Linked DNA regions of Larimichthys crocea: region 1 is linked to region 2. Evidence: chromatin contacts called from public Hi-C data. All regions are on one chromosome and are shown on one strand. Each heading gives the region's core, a stretch centred on a gene start, on an enhancer-like site or on the middle of the called end of the contact. The rest is flanking DNA. Distances are from core to core; before and after follow the strand shown.

The links. Hi-C and Micro-C count contacts between places; a contact is called where the count stands out from the background.
Region 1: a contact with region 2 is called in a Hi-C map of muscle, with 2.8 times the contacts expected there. The contact joins the promoter of fscn2b here to the promoter of slc38a10 in region 2. A contact is called at or near these places in 4 of 7 Hi-C or Micro-C datasets (all in muscle).

Annotation. Positions count from the first base shown.
Region 1 is chrXVI:10,564,171-10,569,867 of L_crocea_2.0, forward strand. It overlaps fscn2b (fascin actin-bundling protein 2b, retinal), which reads left to right and starts at 2,846. Exons shown (of 7, transcript XM_010729694.3): 1 at 2,846-2,994; 2 at 3,336-3,434; 3 at 3,588-4,314. The coding sequence starts at 3,342.
Region 2 is chrXVI:10,429,321-10,435,512 of L_crocea_2.0, forward strand. slc38a10 (solute carrier family 38 member 10) reads right to left here and starts at 4,108. Exons shown (of 18, transcript XM_027289330.1): 1 at 3,875-4,108; 2 at 3,430-3,698; 3 at 2,115-2,232; 4 at 1,836-1,881; 5 at 1,590-1,683; 6 at 1,252-1,395. The coding sequence starts at 3,519. It overlaps bahcc1b (BAH domain and coiled-coil containing 1b), which reads left to right and starts at 3,441. Exons shown (of 29, transcript XM_027289325.1): 1 at 3,441-3,551.

The DNA of each region.
Region 1 (5,697 bases), core at 1,596-4,095, 130 kb after region 2:
GTTTAATTAACACTTTCCATTATCATTTAAAAAATATGACACACATAAGCGAGGTAGCATTAACTAAGAATCATCTTATGTTTTAAACGTTTGAAATTCTTTAGAAAAGAAAACATTTTGTAATGAAAAACATAATTTAAAATGGTTCTAATTAAAATAAGAGACCAAATTACCCAGTGACAAGTAATACTAGAATTACTATTTATATAACTAAACAGTGACAAAGCACTGACAGAAATAACCAAAGCCACAGGTTTGGATTCACGTCTGATCTTTGTGTTGCTTCTAGGACACTTGGAAGCAGGTATAAGGTTCCTATTTAAATACTGCAAGAGGCAAAGTGATCATTTTGATCACACTGCAACACTTGGAGAGATCATTTTAAATTATGTTTTCCTCTGTAGACTCAGTGGTCTGTTCCCGCCTTCTTATTGTCTCAGTGTTGTTACATAATACTACATATTTGAATCTATCCTTAATAAAGCAAAGCATCTTAAGTCAGTATCTCAGAAATAGTGCATGTCTGCCTGTTTAGTGTGAACACACTCATTTACGGCGCTTGTGCCCTTCACTTATCTGTGTTTGTGTGTGTGAGAGCGTTTGTGTGTATGTGATGCTCATTGTTTATCACATTTTACGTAAAGCGCAGCAGTTCAAGTCTGGGTCAGGAGGAGTAAATCTTTGGGCCAGGCAGTGTTTGCTATGAACCCTGGGACCCTCCTCTGACCTCTGTGTGCGTGTGTGTAGGTGTGTGTGTGTGACATGTATGTTCCTGTGGGTCAGTGAGTCTATGTGTATGTTTATAGCTATTGACGAGCAGAGGGGGAAGTGTGTGTGTGTGTGTTTGTGGTGTGTGTGTGTGTGTGTGTGTGGTGTGTGTGTGTGTGTGTTGTGTGTGTGTGTGTGAATGTTGTGTGCGTGTTTAGGAGAGAGGGGAGGGTATGTGCTGATTAGATTACCAGTTGGGCGGATAGATCTCTGTGGGGATTGATATATATGATATTATGATATGATGATATATGATTGTTATTGTTATGATGTATGATGATTATGATCTGAGGGATGATATGTCTGTGAAAATATGTGATTATATGATGATTGATTATGTGATGAAGGCATTATATTTGGCATCTGAGTGATTGATGATGATATGTGATAATAATATATGACTAGGGATTGATGATATGTGATGATTTGTTTAATGATTATGATTGGGATGATGATGATTGTATTGATGATGAGGCATATAATGTTATGATCTGATATTGAATATGAGATATGATATAGATATATAATGATTGATGATGATATATATTATGATGGATCATATATGAGGAAGTGGATTTAATTAAATGTATGTAGGTTATTATATGCCCTATGGATGAATCTATGAATTGATGTATTTTATTGGCATAATGGATATCTATGATTGTGATTGTAATATATTTTTATGATAGATTGACATTATTGTATGCATTGATCGCATATATGTTGATTGATCTGATTTGAGTTTGAATATATTGTATGGAATGATTATATTGTGTATGCTTATGATTGTAATGATGATTTGTATGATAATTATGTAAGCATTGATTTTGAGCTTGATTGTCTTTAAATGATATATGGAATGATTGATGTATCATGTTGTTGTTGCATTGATGTGTATGATGTATTATGATCTGGGTCGAGGATTAGATGGATTCAGGAACAGACACGTCTGTTTACCCTGCAAAGAAGACTTATAATAGGCTGATTGGCAATGTTGATTACTCACACACACATACACGTGCAGGCACACTTGCTGCGCACACACATTCATTCAGAAGCCCATATGTTGATTAGCTTATTATTGTTGTCGTCAACTCCTTTCCCTTCTCTTTTGCTTGTCTCCCAAATTCAGATGTAAAGTCCGACTCCCCCGGCCTCTTGGACACATTCCCATTAAAACTGACTCGGAGAGCTTGCAATCAGAGAAGGTGTGTAACCGAACCCTCAGCATAGGCAAGTAAGTGGAGCTGCACTCAGGCAACTACCCCAAAGGCATGGGGAGTGCTCTGGTTACCCACCGCTGTGTGTGTGTATGTGTGTGCATTGTTTCTACTTACCTGTCTTTATGTGTCACAGAAAGAGGCGAAGTGCAGGAGCTCAGAATAAAGCGCAGACGCAGAGAAAGGCAGGATTATACACATGGCAGGTTAGAGAAAGGCAGAGAGAGAGAAGGAGAGGATGGGAGGAAAAAGCGACAGAGAGAGGCTTAAGATTACAGAGGCAAGCACCCTTTGTTGCTGAGTTCAGTTGTGATGGACGGCTTATGTTTAGGGAAAGAGTGAAGGAGTCCTTCAATGTACCATAAAATTTGCAGGACCGCTGAGGATGTTCTTCTTCACTGATCAAACTTTTGTCTGACAAACGAGGAACCTGGACTTCAAGGAAGGTGAAGAAGAGTGTCAGAGAATTGGATGTGATCCAAAGATAGTAGGCAAAGGAGTCAAAGGAGGGGCAAAAACAAAACAAAAAAAACCCAGGGAGGGCTAGTCAGGGGGCGACCAGGTGATTGAGCCTTCAGGGTGAATAACAAGTCAAGCAAGAACAGTGAGGTTGGATGAGAGAGCAGTGTTCAATGAGAGAGACAGGAAGAGAGTCGACTGGAGAAGTAGAGATAAGCAGTCAAGATTAAAATTAGTCTGCAGAAAAGAAAAAGAGAGGTTGACGCCAGACTCCGGACTAAAAAGAGATCAAGGTTGACTCAAGTCTTTGCTTCCTCTAACCTGATTAGGCGGGGGAGAGGTAGTGGTGGTAGTGGTGGTGGTGGTGGAGGTGGTGGTGGTGGTGGAGTGGAGCCGGGAGACCCCATCAACAAAAACGTGAGAGGCAGCACGAGAAGGAGAGGAGAGAGAAAGAATTACAAGAGGACGCTTGGTGAAAGAAGCCTCTTAAATCTGGGAGCTGGAATTAGAGCCGCAGAAACTGCAGAGGGGAAGCCACAAAACCACAGTAAGTAAATTAGGAGGCTGTAGCTGGAAAAATGTATAATGAAGCCATGGGCGGGGGAAGGAATTTGTGGTCTTGGGAGTGCTTTATATACTGTACTTTAATGAATTGATTTCCTGTCTTTAAGACTTTCTCATTTCATCATTCTCCATGACTTCATCTCCTTCCTTATTCCTCACCTCTTTAAAAAAAAACCTCCCCTCTTCTTATGCACACCCCTCACTCCTACATCTCATGTTAGGTCTAATTACCCCTCTCTTTCTCCTCTTCCCACTCTATCCCCCCATGCTTAACTTGTCTCACCCCTTGCTCTCCTTCTGTCTCTGACATTTCTGAATCCACAGGTGAAGATGCCTGCTAATGGAAACCGTCCCTTGAAGTTGCAGTTTGGTCTAATCAACCATGAGGGTCGCTACCTCACTGCTGAGTCCTTTGGATTCAAGGTACAAACGTGCCACTCAGTGATTGTTGGTGTCATAGAGCTGCACAGTGCTTTACTGTTTTAGGCAGATACTGCAGAGAAGTGCCATGCTTGTTGCAGATAAGACTATGGAAAGCCTTCATGCTGTTTGTTGGAACATTTCCATGTCTTTCAGCTGAATGCGTCAGCACCCAGTCTGAAGAAGAAGCAGATATGGACTCTAGAGCAGGACTCTCAGGACACCCAGGTGGTGTACTTGCGCAGCCACCTGGGACGCTACCTGGCCTCTGACAAGGATGGCAAAGTCACCTGTGAGGCTGACGGGCACAACTCCGACTGCCGCTTCCTCATCGTGGCTCAGTCAGATGGTCGCTGGGCTCTGCAGTCTGAGCAGCACCTCCGCTTCTTCGGTGGTTCTCGGGACTACCTGTCCTGCTTTGCTCAGTTCATCACAGATGCAGAACTGTGGGCGGTGCACTTGGCTCTACATCCGCAGGCCAACCTGTTTTCCGTGGCCCGCAAGCGTTATGCCCACCTCTCTAAGGAGGATGGGGAAATCGCTGTGGATGTGAACATTCCCTGGGGTGTGGCATCGCTCCTGACCCTTGTCTACTTGGATGGAAAGTACTGCATTAAGACCTGCGACAGCCGATTCCTCAGCAATGATGGGAAACTCTTGACAGAGAGTGGGAGGGCCACGGCGTACACGCTAGAGTTGAAGTTGGGGAAGCTGGCCTTTAAAGACTGTGAGGGGAAGTATTTGTCTCCCATGGGGCCTACAGGCACCCTGAGGTCTGGACGATGCTCCAAACCAGGCAAAGATGAACTGTTTGACCTAGAGGAGAGCAACCCACAGGTGGTTCTGATGGCAGGCAATGGGCGATATGTCTCCATAAGACAAGGTAGGAAAACACTGAAACATCAGGAGGGGATGATGTTGTCTCAGATTTGATTTTGCCCCGAAGCCTTGCATGCATGCACACGCTGCAGCTCTTGCATCTTCCTAGATTTCCTAAAGTCTTACCCAGAATCCCAAATGTCTGATTAGGTAGGGGAAAGCTGACCTTATGTGCCACTGAGGGTGATCACACGAGCCTTAAGCTGATTCACACTGACCTACACACATACATAATGAAGCAGGGGGGCAACAAATACTACTACTACTACAGTTACTACGACTACTCTATATACAGCACATATGGTGCACTGATACGTGCCCAGAAAACTGAGCTCGTAATTTACAGGAAGTACATTAACTTGTGGACTGGTTGAATATGCATGGCTTAGGAAATAGGCCACTCTCTCGTGACTGACAACTGATAAGAGATGCTTGGTAATTATGGTTAATGTAGTCAGCACATCAACAGGCATTGTTATCACACTGGATAGTACCATCTTTCCAGGAAAACAAGATAGATGAGGCTGATATGGGAGACTATCAGCCTCAACGAAGAGACCTGAGACGAATATGTCATGTTTTAGGGTTATCCCACTGTTGGGATTAAGTTTTTCAACAACAATGTTCAATGAGTTTCGGAAAAGAATTAGTTTTAATGTTGCCGGAGAAGGTTTTGTAGTCCTGAAATGGTGGCTACCCCATCATAAAATACAGCAGATGTAATAGAAAAGGTTTAACCAAATAATATATCATAAATGGTGATCTCTTTGAAAATCCCCTTTCATTCCCTCTCAAATGTACCTCATGGCTTTGTTGGGTAATAGTGTTAACACTCTACACGTTTGCCCCCAGGGCTTACTGAAACAGCTGCTTGTAACCTATATGCTGTGCAGTAATGCTCTGTTGATACTGTATTATGTATTTACTCTTCGGTCTTTTGACAGGGCTGTTGGAGTTATTTGATCAGCCTACAGCCACGACATACACACTACTATACTGATGGATTACACCTGCTCCACATTGGCTTTAGAGCAGTTTTTTTCCTCAAAAACAAGGTTGAATTTCTTTGATCAGGGTAAAAACTAGAAAAATTGTAATTGTGACGATCATGTTTCATGAGGGACGTGCCAGTGTTCAGTTGCTGATGGCCGAAATGGTTTGCTGGTCTGATTTGAAACTGGATTTGGGGTGGATTAGCATACACCAACATTGCTTGTCAGCATACTTGGCCATGACACCCATCCACAGGCTGCAGATTCTTGTCTGCAGGGTCGAGTTACTTCAGCCCTGGGTGCTGTAACTGTATATCTCCCCGCTCATTGTTCCTGGTTAGCAGTGTGAGTTTCAGTCGGAAACCAAACGACTGGAAGCACTGTAAACGGATTGG
Region 2 (6,192 bases), core at 2,858-5,357:
TTTGAAAACAATTTTAAAAAGCCATGGTGGAAAGAAAACGTATCTTTTAGAAAGATCAGAAGAAAAAACAACAACATCATAAACTATTTTATATTAAAGAGTCTCACTGGATGGACTGTTGCCAGAAGTGCAGCATTATTTAAATGTTTCGAAGAAAAGGCGCAACCCCAACATCAGGACTACAGTCAGCATTTAACCTCTAAATACTTACAGCAGCTAAGTGTAGTGGTGTTGCTAATAAACGCTGACTACCTAGGGCAGATATATATCCAAATAGGAATGTCATGCTGACTCAGGATCAGAGAATAAATAATAAGAGTAATCTGTCAAATGAATTTAACATGTACAAACAGCAACAGATAAGTCAAGAGGAAGTCTTAGTAAGTATAGTAAAATACATCTGACGTATTTATATCTGGCAACAAATGAGCAAATATAGAAATATAATTCCCTAAAGCTGCAACCATCTGTGATTTAGTGGAGTCGACTAGCTGACCTCCATTTACTTTGCACTCACAGTGCTTAAATGTCTCTAGTGGCCACTTCCAAGTGTTGCCTCCTTCCCAGGGGAGAGCCTTTGTTTCAGCAGATAGAGAGCAGCGCAGCAATTGTTTTCTGCCCGATGTGATTTAGTGTGAATTTGCTCTTTAAAAAAAACAGTAAGAGGAGAAAGACAATATTGTGTTGGTGAGAAAGACATAGTTTGTACAACGGAGAAAATATGAAAGAATTAACACAGAATATAACAAAATAACATTTATCTTAAATGAGTTTCATGTTAAAGCAGAGAGCGCCGCCAATTAACTATGTTCAAGTTTACAAAGCACTGATGTACAATATGTATTTGTGAACTACAATTAAAAGCTCAGCGGCGAAATGTAATATTTAAAATTCTGTTAGAAAAAACTGTCCTTGTTGCTGTGAAAAAAATTAAAAGGTGATCTTCTAGATTTGTTTGTGAGATGCACATGCACATCTGAGCCTCATTTACAACAAAGTTGTTTTTGATCTAACTGATACTTTGGACTGCTGATTATCTCAGATTATCACTGCACTTTATGATAAACCTTACATGACCTGTTTTGCTGTCTAACTGCACAGCTGACTCAATAAAATCCTTTCATCTTCATCAAAAGCAGTTCTACTTCATGCATTTTGATTTTCAAGCTTTGGGCGCAAAAAACGTCTCTTCGGGTGCATTGCGTAGCTGTGTGTGTGTGTGTGTGTATGTGTGTGTTTTGGCGAGCTCACCGTGAACATGAAGAGGGTGTAGAACATGAGAGCCATAGCTGAGAAGGACTGGATGGAGGACATCATGTTCCTCTGCAGGCTCAGAGGGAGGACGATGAACAGAGACACAGTGATCAGCAGCACCACGCGAAAACTGAAGGTCACCTACAGAGGATCATGCAACATGACGCGATGAGGAACTTGATTTGACCTATTGTTAGTTTGTGCCTCAATCTAATTATTCCAGTTTGTAACCAGTTATTAACTGGTTTGGTTGCTAAATACAAAGTAAAAAGTTAATGGAAATGCAAAAGAGAGCAGTGGGTGTATGAAAAATTTATCAAATAATGATCTCAAACCTGTAAACCCAACAGCTGAGCGAAGAAATTTGAGCCCAGATCAGCTATCACGACGTAGAAGGCAATACAGGTGCCCAACATCAAACCGATCATACTGCAGAGGGAGAGAAAGAGGGGACAGGTGATTATTATAAGTGCCTATGATTTTGGAAATGACTCCATTATGTTTTTTTATTTGTAGAAGATCGACTCATAATACACACATCAAACACAGAATATTGCGTGTAGTAAGTTAACAAGACTCGCCTCGTCTCCACCAGTGTTTTTCCTGCTTTCCCGTACGCATGGAAAGCTGCAGGGGAGAAAGTGACATCAGTGTGAACAACATGTGGACTAACAGATGGCAGCGACTTAAAAATAGTTTCTGTGTTGATAATACCTATCAAACCACTACAACCAACTTCAAATTTTAAGGTCTACAGTCATGATGATCGTCGTAGCAACTTCCTCCATTGAAAAAAAAGAAGAAGAAAAAGCAGCAGTTCCTGTGTGAAAGTCTAAATACGTTAGTGTGTTTAAACTCACCTAATCCTGCGTAAGTCCTTCTTTTGGTGCTGCTCGCCGTGTGCACCAGGAACATACAGGACTTGTGGGTCATCCACGAGCAGAAAAAAAGCAGCAGAGTCCCCAGCACTATCCCACACTGCAAGAGGACAGAGCGAACATTCATTCATCCATAGAGTTGCCTTGAAATCTGGTCACCTTACAAAATAATATCCTTGTATATTAAATTATACAAGCATCTGGTCAACCTGATTAAGTCTTGATGCCCTAGATTGGATTCAACCCTCAAACTATCTTGACTACATTTAGTCTTTAAAACTTATTAGTGCCACACACACACACACAGAATAACAATAAACAGCTTATTCACATAAATTTAATCTCCGACTTCCAATTTTTTAAAGAAGTGCCACCCACGCATCTTATTGCCCAAGTTCGGTCTTTACAGAAAGGCCTGCAAATACTGCAAACATTTTAAGTTTGCAATTGACTTTGGTTAATGACCACACACACACAACAAAAACAGAAATGCAGTCAAGCAAAAAGTAGGACAGCAGTACCACACCTAAAGACCAGTCATGCGTTCATTTGTGTTTGGTGTTCATGCTAAAACCTGCAAGATAACGTGTCCGAATCATTTAAAAGACTCAACACAGGTGGATTATGTTCATGTTCAACCAAACGTCTGTTGATCTCATGAGGAAGTCGCCTGGCTGTAACAGTTACACTTTCACCCATTAAGGAAACGTCACTTCGCAGTTATGTCAAACACACAAGGCCAAACTGAAGCACGGTGTCGTGGAGCTGGAGGTTGATTCAACCATTTGTGGTCAATTTTTTTTGGTAAACAATCAGAGAGGTTTGACTAAATATTACAAAACACCTCTCTGTAAAATGAAACACCACGCTTACGAACAACAATTATTACAATAAACCACAACAAACTGAAGCACTTTGTGCTCGATGCGAGACGACGTGTGTGTTTCTCTTTTACATTTCCCTACACCTGCACAATTTGACTTGTCTTTGCATTTGTGCAAAGTGTACGTGTAATGACGGAAAGTAACTAGTGAGTGAGTGTGTGGCTTTTCAGATTGAGATTTTGCATGCAATTACATGCTAATATATATATATATATATTATTAAAGCTTAAACTACCCAACAATTATATAAAATGAACTGCAACATTAAGGTACAGCTTACACGTGAATTAATATTATATAACAATACTTTAATACAGTTTGAGTTTTATACTAAGCAGATAGTTAATATAGGGTTTGTGTTTGGGGGTCGGGGTCGGAAACATTTCACGGTCGCACCTGGCCAGGTGACCCACCTGTTTGAAGCAGAAGGGCATGGTGAGCACGCTCACTCCCACGATGCTGTTCACCACGTTCATGATGAGACCCCAGTTGGACGCCGTCATTTTGCTTGTTGACAGGCCTCCCCTCCCCTCCGGTAAGAAAATATCCACACAAACACGGAGACACAGCAGCACTTTGACGCTGACGTAAAGGTGCGTGATGTTTGGTCCTACGCCGGGAACAGGGACTCAGTGGCGGGGTGTGTTTTTCCGACTCCTCCGCCGAGCTGTGACGTGGCGCTCTGAGAGAAAACACATAAAGAGTTTGGACACACTTGGACCCCTTTTATAGTTTATTTTTAATAAAACAGCCACTAACTAAACAGAAACATGAATATATAATGTATATTTAAATGAAGCCCGACAGGTTGTAAAGATTACATTTGAGCTAACCCGTTAGTTGTTTTAATGAACCCACCTTTCTTCTGCGACTGCTGCGCCCACCGCCTCGCTGCGCCTCTTTTACGTTATCATCGGTAATTTGGTGACATTAAACAGTCATAGGCAGTGTTTTAAATGAGTCTTTATGAGTGTTTGAGCTTCGGGTTAGCAGCAAAGTAAAGACGATAAAATCTCTGTTTTTCTGAACGCGTATCCAGGAAGCAGGGCTCGTAGTCGAGGAGGACAGCGAAGAGGACACAGCCTGCAGGTTTGAGCGCTGTGCAAATACTCGGGCGCCCACCGGTGGTCACAGAGAGTCATGAACTGGCTGGACATAAATCATTACTCTCTCCTAGTACAAGAGGTCTCAACCTTTTTTAGCTCAAGGACTCCTTGGACAGACATTTTTTAAAAAGTCACATTTTAAGCTTGGCCTTTATATTTACTTTATTCACCTTATTAACCTATTTATATACTGAGTTATTAGCCTATATGTGTTTATGATTGATTACAAAGTTCATGCATAATGGGATAATTTATTTAGTAAATAGTTTTTGTCAAAAAGTAGCTTCTTATTGCATATTAATGCTTGCAGTTTATCATTTTTGTTATGTATTTTTTTAAATTCTCACAAATTATTTTTGTAAAAATTGTCAATTATTAATTGGCGGACCCCCTGCAGTCCCTCTGCGGGGGGCACGGACCCCTGGTTGAAGACCCCTGTTCTAGTATATTAGTCATTTTATCATTTCTTGTTGCGTACTTTACTCTCGTCTTTCTTTTTAATGCTGCTTCGCCTAAAATCCTACTCCACTACATTTCATTGGTAAATACTTTTTACTATATTGAGTGACAGCTATGGCTTGTTGTATTTTGTCCTCGTTGTACTGTGTGTTGTAATGTGTGTGCAATAAAAATCCTGTCTGCCTGCTTTATGTTTTATGTAGCACCGTGGTCCTCGGAAAAACACTGTCTCGTTTAACTATGTATATGGTTAAAACCCACTCCACTTAACTTGCCTTGACTTGGCTGCAGGTTTCAGACAGAAGATTTTAGCTTAGAAAATAGAACAAACTGTTAAAGATTAAGCCAAGCTTCTCAAGCTTTTGACCTCTTAAAAAAACATTGTATACTTAGGACCTTTGTTACAGATGTCTGTGGGCAGCTTATCAGTCCCACCAAAGAGTAATTTCCCCTAAGAAGGTTTTCTTTAGATATAACTCGAGGCTCAAAGTGGTCAGATATTTCACAAAAAAAAGGAGAAAAATTCATATAGATTTATGTATCATTTCTTCTATAATCATGTCATGACTTGTCAGATTAATCTTGTGACCCTTTGTAGGGGGTCTGAACCCCAGGTTGGGGAGTTAAAATGAACTCCACCTAAACCACAACAAGAAAGTGACACACTGACGCATCAGGACGACCTAGTAATGTCATATTTAATTATATATTGGCCATTTATCTGCAGAGTACGTATAGCTTTGACACTTTAAGCATGTTTTACTTGTAATTCCTTATTGCTTTCACATAGTTTTATTCCTTAATTAAAGGCCATGACTAGTTTGTCCGCCACAGATGAGCTCTGTAATCATAACAATACCAACAGACATGCATGAATCCTGTTTTTCTAGATGCCTCAGAGATTCCCTCCAGGAAAGGGAAACAGGCAACAGAGGGATGGAGGGCTAAAGGTGTGAGGGAGGGAGGGAGGGGGGTGGGGGTGAACAAAAAGAAAAAGGCTAAAACAGAACAGGCCAATCGAGCATGACGTCAGAGAAAATCAGCCCGAGCACCTGAAATGTTGCTGGCAGTGACTGGGTTTATTTCTGTCAGCCGAAGCGCCTGCCCGGTGCCCTCTCTGATAGATGACTATTGTGTTGTTTGACCAGGAAAGAGAAGAAGGAGCGAGGGGTAGGGAAGGGAAGGGGAGTAGGGGAGGGAGGGGGGGCGCGGGTTGACCTGGGAGCTTTCCCCCAGCCGGGTGTGCTTTCCCCCGGGGATGAAGGATTTTCAGAAGCAGGGATGTGATGAAGCTTTGAGAGGCAGATGGGGTGGAGCGGGGGGGGATTTTGGATTGTGTAGACGTGTATGTGTGTATGCGTGTGCCTTTGTGGCAAGTCCTGCTCGAAAAAATTATACATTCTTTAATATCATCTCTTAAAACAGATTTTTACGGACTTGAATGTGTAATCATTTTTAATCCTATGTATTCGTTTAGCTTCTAGCATTACTGGATTTTCTTTTTTTACACACTAACTCAGTCTTATTTGTTCTTGCGCCGTCTATTTTTACCTTTCATTGTTTTGTATTCTTGCATTTTTAACCCTCCCATTTTAGCTCTGCCTTTTACGT